2 separate regions of the Zea mays genome follow, and region 1 is linked to region 2. A link is a contact called in public Hi-C data. All regions are on one chromosome and are shown on one strand. The core of a region is the stretch at or near the end of the contact, and the rest is flanking DNA. Distances in the headings are between cores, read along the strand shown. Region 1 has its middle 27 kb from the start of LOC111590170. Region 2 holds the start of LOC100274822.

Region 1 (2,724 bases), core at 120-2,619, 41 kb after region 2:
CTTAAAAATGATTTATAGGAACGACCCGTTTTCGAGCCACCCTACAAACACTTTGGCCTTGTTTGTTTACACCAATCCAACTCTAGATTAATATGGATTGTAATTAAATCCATATCACAATCCATACCCAAAAAAACCAAACATACTTAAAAAAAATTATTCGATTAAACCTATCATAGATTATACCCCAAGGGTTTGATAATTTTTAAACTATGTAAAGCATGGATTCTATCTATAGCTCATTACGTATGAAATAAATCTATGAAAAATTGCAAAAGTTTATATTAGAATACATGGATCAAAAAAATAACTAGCTTTCAGAGATACATGGATTAAATGATGGATTTAATCCCAACATAAAATTATATGTGAGGTATAGATTCACCTAATATAGATCCGGATTAAATCCATGGTAGGATTTCATCCTTATAGCCGAACTTGTTCCTTAGTTGTCCCCCTAGAAATTGTTAATTTGTAGAGGAGCCGGCCCCTAGAAACCACCCCAAGGTGCCCCTAAAATGCCTCCATGTAGTAGTGTGAATCATTGGGCATTTATACTGGCCCATTATAAGTCTAAGTTAGCGATTTCTACAAATGGATTAGTAGAGACGAGTGGCATTATCCGTCGTTCCATTAAAATTGTTTTTTCAGAGACGACAGCTAAACAACAATCTCTAAAAAATTATGATTTTTAAAAACTGAACTTATTATTTCCTAAAGACGGCTTAATTTGTAGTGGCGCTAGCTGGCTCACCAGCTGCCCGACTGCCCCCTACAAAATCCTGTTTGTAGTAGTGAAACAAACCATGTATGTAGCTCTTGTACAACCAATCATGCATGCATGCATATGTATGAGTCTAAGCGCATATGGATAAGCAAATAAAGCTGCATTAGTTTTATATCGATATGATCGTAAGAAAAAGTGGCCACCCGACAGGCAGGGACGTGGGCTCGCTGGAAAACTAGCTTAAGTGCTTGTCATGACCGATGTTGTTTATGCGCCACGCTACACTGTGGTGCCCTGCTGACATGCATGAGTTTGCACCCAAGGTCACGTGGGCTCGCTGAAAGCTGTGCGCGTCTCCATTGATTGCTACAGTCCATGTACGCACTATGATTCGGGTGATATAAAGAGGCCACACATATATATCTGCACTGCACGCGACTATTGCTGGAAAGTGGAAACACAAGTACAGAAGCAAAACCGATGGGAAACGGTCGCACTCGCACCTGCACCTGCTGAGTGCAGTAGGAGAGAAAGTGGAAGAGAAGGAGGCATGATTCGGCGCGGGACATGATGATGGCTTGGCGGGCCACGTATTCGTGCCGCGTAGCCATCATTGACTGAGAGGATTATTACGCAGCTCTGCTCGGCACGGGAGGGCCCATGGGTAAGGCCCATGTACGTGTGCACGGGGAGCGCGGGCCCGTCCTGCCGTCCCCAGATCTCAACTATCGGATTCGTGGGTCCCATCTCCACAAGTTCAAACGGGCCGGCGAGAGGACAGCCGCTGTAGGCCAGGCCCAATAGTGCCTTGGCATACTTGACCGGCTGACGCTGCCACCCTGTCCATGCCACTGCTCACACTCCACACCACTTAAGATAAAAAACGGACAGAAAAACTCCACTACTATTTTCGTTTTCGCATTTTTTTTCACCGAAAACGGGATCAAGCCCGAAATAGTCAAGAATAGAAACGGTAGCGGAATAAATGTGTATACAAAAACGAACGGGAACAGAAATATTAAACGAAGGAAGAAGAAAAGCGACCGTGGAAGAAGAAAAAACAAAATGAACCGTTGTGCTAAGGGTGGTAGTAAATAGTGAATAAATCTATCCTATTTAGTAAATCTGAATTTTGCGAAGCTAATTTTAGCTAACTTGTTATGAAATGTGCCTATTTTTGACAGCGATCGAGTGCTGCAAAAAAAAAAACTTTTAGTCAACAAGAGAGCAGTAGCATGCAAGTTGCTGGTGACGCTGGCTGAAGGCATATGTCCTCTTTATCATGCATGCATCGAGGAGGTCGACGAGTGAAAAAATAAACAAGGGGGAAAAGAAGAAAGACATGGGGATGTGGAACGATGGGTCGGGTTCATTCAGCCAGGTGATGGGTGTGAAGGGCGGCTGACGTGTGCGGTGACCGTCGCGTGACAATGGCGGCACTGTGGAGCAGCGTAATTTCTCCGCGGAAAAGACAGCAGCAACAGGGACGGCAGCAACCATGCAGCTGCATCAGGGGTTCAGGGGGCTGTTTTTGCTCCTACGAGAACGAGAGCAGGCCAGCAGCAGGTCGTCTCTCTCTCTCTCTCTCTCTCTTTTACTCCGGTCACTGCACTGCACCTGCTCCAGCCTCCAGGCGACTGCTCCTAGCTGGTATAATCATCACGAGCGTGGCAATGGCAAGCCTCGCCCTCTTTTCCTTTTCCTCTCGCATTTCCGTCCCTGGCCAAAAGCTGGCCTTCGTCTCGTCTCCGCATCCGGCAGGCGGCAGCCAGCCGGAGAGGGGGGGCGTAGCCGCGCAGGCCCGCCTGGTTGCAATGCAACCGCACTGCGTTGCGTTTGCTTGCATAGCATATATAGTACTACTCTATCTAGGGGTTTCGATTGGCTCCGGCGCCCGAGAAATGCGCAGCGCGCAGGCAGGGAGGATACCGAGCACGAGCAGCAGCGCCCGGCGCCCGCAGAGTGGAGAATGTTTTTCAGAGGGGGAGCAGGGCCTG
Region 2 (2,772 bases), core at 70-2,569:
TTCTGAAAGTTCCTTTAATCCATGTTTTAGCTCTTATCGCGTGGTAGAACTAGCGTTGCAGACGACAAATACCACCTTTCATCCATGACATAAGGCAAAGGTTAGTCCGCGCATAGTTTAATTTGCAGGGGACGATAACACTTGTATTAGATGATGCAAGTTGCTTGTCTTACATTTTGAGGTAGGGGAAGAACACTTTTGGTGAGACAGGAACTGGTCTAGAGTTATCCCTCCGAAAAATCTTGCAGTTCAAAATCTGATCTCTTAGTTTTTGCCGGTTTCTTCTTCACATCTGTTCCTTTTCTTAGTGATGTGTTTAGCTTCCTCTGTACTGCTTTGTATGGAATCCGGTTGAATATTGGGTCAGGCTTGTGCAGTGCATCAGAAAAAACTCTTTTTATTTTCTGGATTTGGCATAGCATCTCCCAGTGCCTAGTGCCGGGAAACCATGACTGATGTCTCCAGAATCCAGCATATGTTCTCTCAACTCCACTTTATTAGGGCCAGTTCGGTAACTCCATTTTCCCAAACTAGTCTTTAGTGTAGACTACGTTACTTTGTGGTTTTGGTTGGTCTAGCCATAAGGACATGTACAATGGTAATTAATGTAGAGGCTCTTAAGGTGTTTAAAAAGTTATTTGCAAAAAAATCGTAGAGTCATCTCTCTGTGAAGAGACGCAGCTCGTAAACCAAGTACAAACAGACGACTCATTTATCACTGTACGAATTCGTCGTCTGTTATATCGATCCGATGACGTACAACCACATTTACTTCTGCATTTACTAATAGACTATATTTATAAACATTTTATTGTATAATAGAGTCTTTTAGTTGTCCCTTGTGTTTGGAAAGCTGTTTTAATGTCTCCACCGAACATACCCTAAAGTCTCTACCTAATACTGCTTTAGAGCTTTTTCTCTACGACAAGGGAGCTTAATTTCTGTGCGCAATTGTCTCTCCGAGGATCGGTGACGTGCTGACGGCAAACTCCTTGGACAACTACACGGCCGAAGCAAGCAAGGACGGCCCTCGTCAAGAACTCAAGACGCGCGTTTCAAGCCCTGCCTGTTGGTGTGGGGGGCATGACCTCGGGAGACAGCGCGCGGCCATGCAGCCGGATCCGGAATGGCCGGTCGCGCCGTGCGCCGGTGCCCATCCCCACGCCCGCCGCATGCTGCCTCCATCTGCCCTCGATCGGGAACTGAGGCCGTGAGGCGTACGAAATGCTTAATCAAACACAGTGATGCGCGGGCGCTCATCCATAGGCGTACAGCGTACTGATGCAGCATCCATGGACGTCCTGACCACGCCATCAATCAAGCAAAAATGAAACCAGCAACGGTAGCAAAGTGGCAATGGTTTCACTTCCAGTCCAATCAATTCCTTCGTTTGACGTTCTATCCCTGACTCAGGTAGTCAGGTGTAGTGCTGCTGCGGCCACAGTGCTCGGCGCTCGCTCGTGCTGCCTGCTGGTGCTCTGTGCTCGAGTGCTCGACGGCCGCTGCCCGCTGCGCTGGGAGCTTGCGACGAGCCAACGGGTCACCGGTCGACGGCCACCCGCGCGCCACCGCGCCAGACTGGGCGCGCCCTCCTCGCCGTGGGTCCTCCACTCCGGGATCCGGCGGCGGCGGCGGCCTCCCTGCGGCCCTGCCTGCGCCGTGCAGTGCCGCCCCTCGCCGGCGGTCGGCTCAACTCCCTGTCCACCACAGTGCCGAGCCGGCATCCACCTCCTGCTTCCACCGCCAGTTTGCCACAGTGCCGCGCCGGCCTCCCGTCCCTGGTCGAAGGCCGCCACCGCCACCTACTGAATTGTGATAATGTGAGTGATTCTCCTCTCCCCAATGGCCCAATTCCTCCCCTTTTCGGGAAAAATTTCTGTCTCATGCAAACACTTTTTTTATAGTCTATCACATCCACCACTTCCGAACAAAAAATAGATTAAAATTTACAGCTTAACTCTTCGATAATTTATTTTTTTCTATTTATATGGACCACTGTATATGATAGGCTGTCAAAGAGATTCTTTGCATCCCATACAAAGAAATTTTCCCCTTTTCGCTATCTATCCATTGGATTGTTGAATGTTGTATTGTTAATTTTAAAGATCTTAGAGAGTTTAAGTGATCATTAATTTGTATAGTGGCTCGGGGCGTCACTTTCACCTTGCATCCCATGCAAAGAATTTTTTCCCCTTTTCGCTATCTATCCATTGGATTGTTGAATGTTGTAATGTTAATTTTAAAGATCTTAGAGAGTTAAAGTGATCATTAATTTGTATAGTGACCCGGTGCGTCACTTTCACCTTGCATCCCATGCAAAGATATTTCCCCCTTTTCGCTATCTATCCATTGGATTGTTGAATGTTGTATTGTTAATTTTAAAGGTCTTAGAGAGTTAAAGTGGTCATTAATTTGTATAGTGGCTCGAGGCGTCACTTTCACCTACCTCCGGCACCGTGGGAGTTTTTTTTCTATTATAAACTCCATTTCAAGCTGAAATTCGATAAAAGTCCTTTATACCGCGTCATACCATTATAATAGAATTACTAGCCAACTTAAATCAATTGTGTTTTATTTTATTTCTCTTGTCACATGAATAGATATTTTTGCCCTTGCTCTGTTTAAGAACGCATTATAAAACGCTACCTACTTTAATCGGAAATGTTTTCTATTGTTCCTGCAATTTTGTCTCTATTATTACAATTGCAGTCCGAACAGCTGACTTTAATCTGAAACGAACAATATAATGATTTTAACTATTTTAACTGAAAC

What was found. A called contact is a pair of places that touch in the nucleus more often than the background predicts.
Region 1: a Hi-C map of leaf shows a contact between it and region 2, with 5 times the contacts expected there. The contact joins the enhancer-like site here to the promoter of LOC100274822 in region 2. A contact is called at or near these places in 11 of 25 Hi-C or Micro-C datasets (bundle sheath, ear, endosperm and 4 more) and 1 of 3 datasets of contacts at active chromatin or transcription factors (seedling).

The regions. Positions count from the first base shown.
Region 1 is chr9:150,206,557-150,209,280 of Zm-B73-REFERENCE-NAM-5.0, forward strand. No RefSeq gene overlaps it. Among protein-coding and RNA genes, the nearest start is that of LOC111590170, 27 kb to the right of the region's middle. Within about 2 kb of position 1,370, at least 18 of the 20 cell types and tissues checked have an H3K27ac peak or open chromatin away from gene starts, as enhancers often do. A contact at or near this core is called in bundle sheath, ear, endosperm and 5 more, where this site is marked.
Region 2 is chr9:150,165,359-150,168,130 of Zm-B73-REFERENCE-NAM-5.0, forward strand. It overlaps LOC100274822, which reads left to right and starts at 1,320. Exons shown (of 2, transcript NM_001149091.2): 1 at 1,320-1,820. The coding sequence starts at 1,819.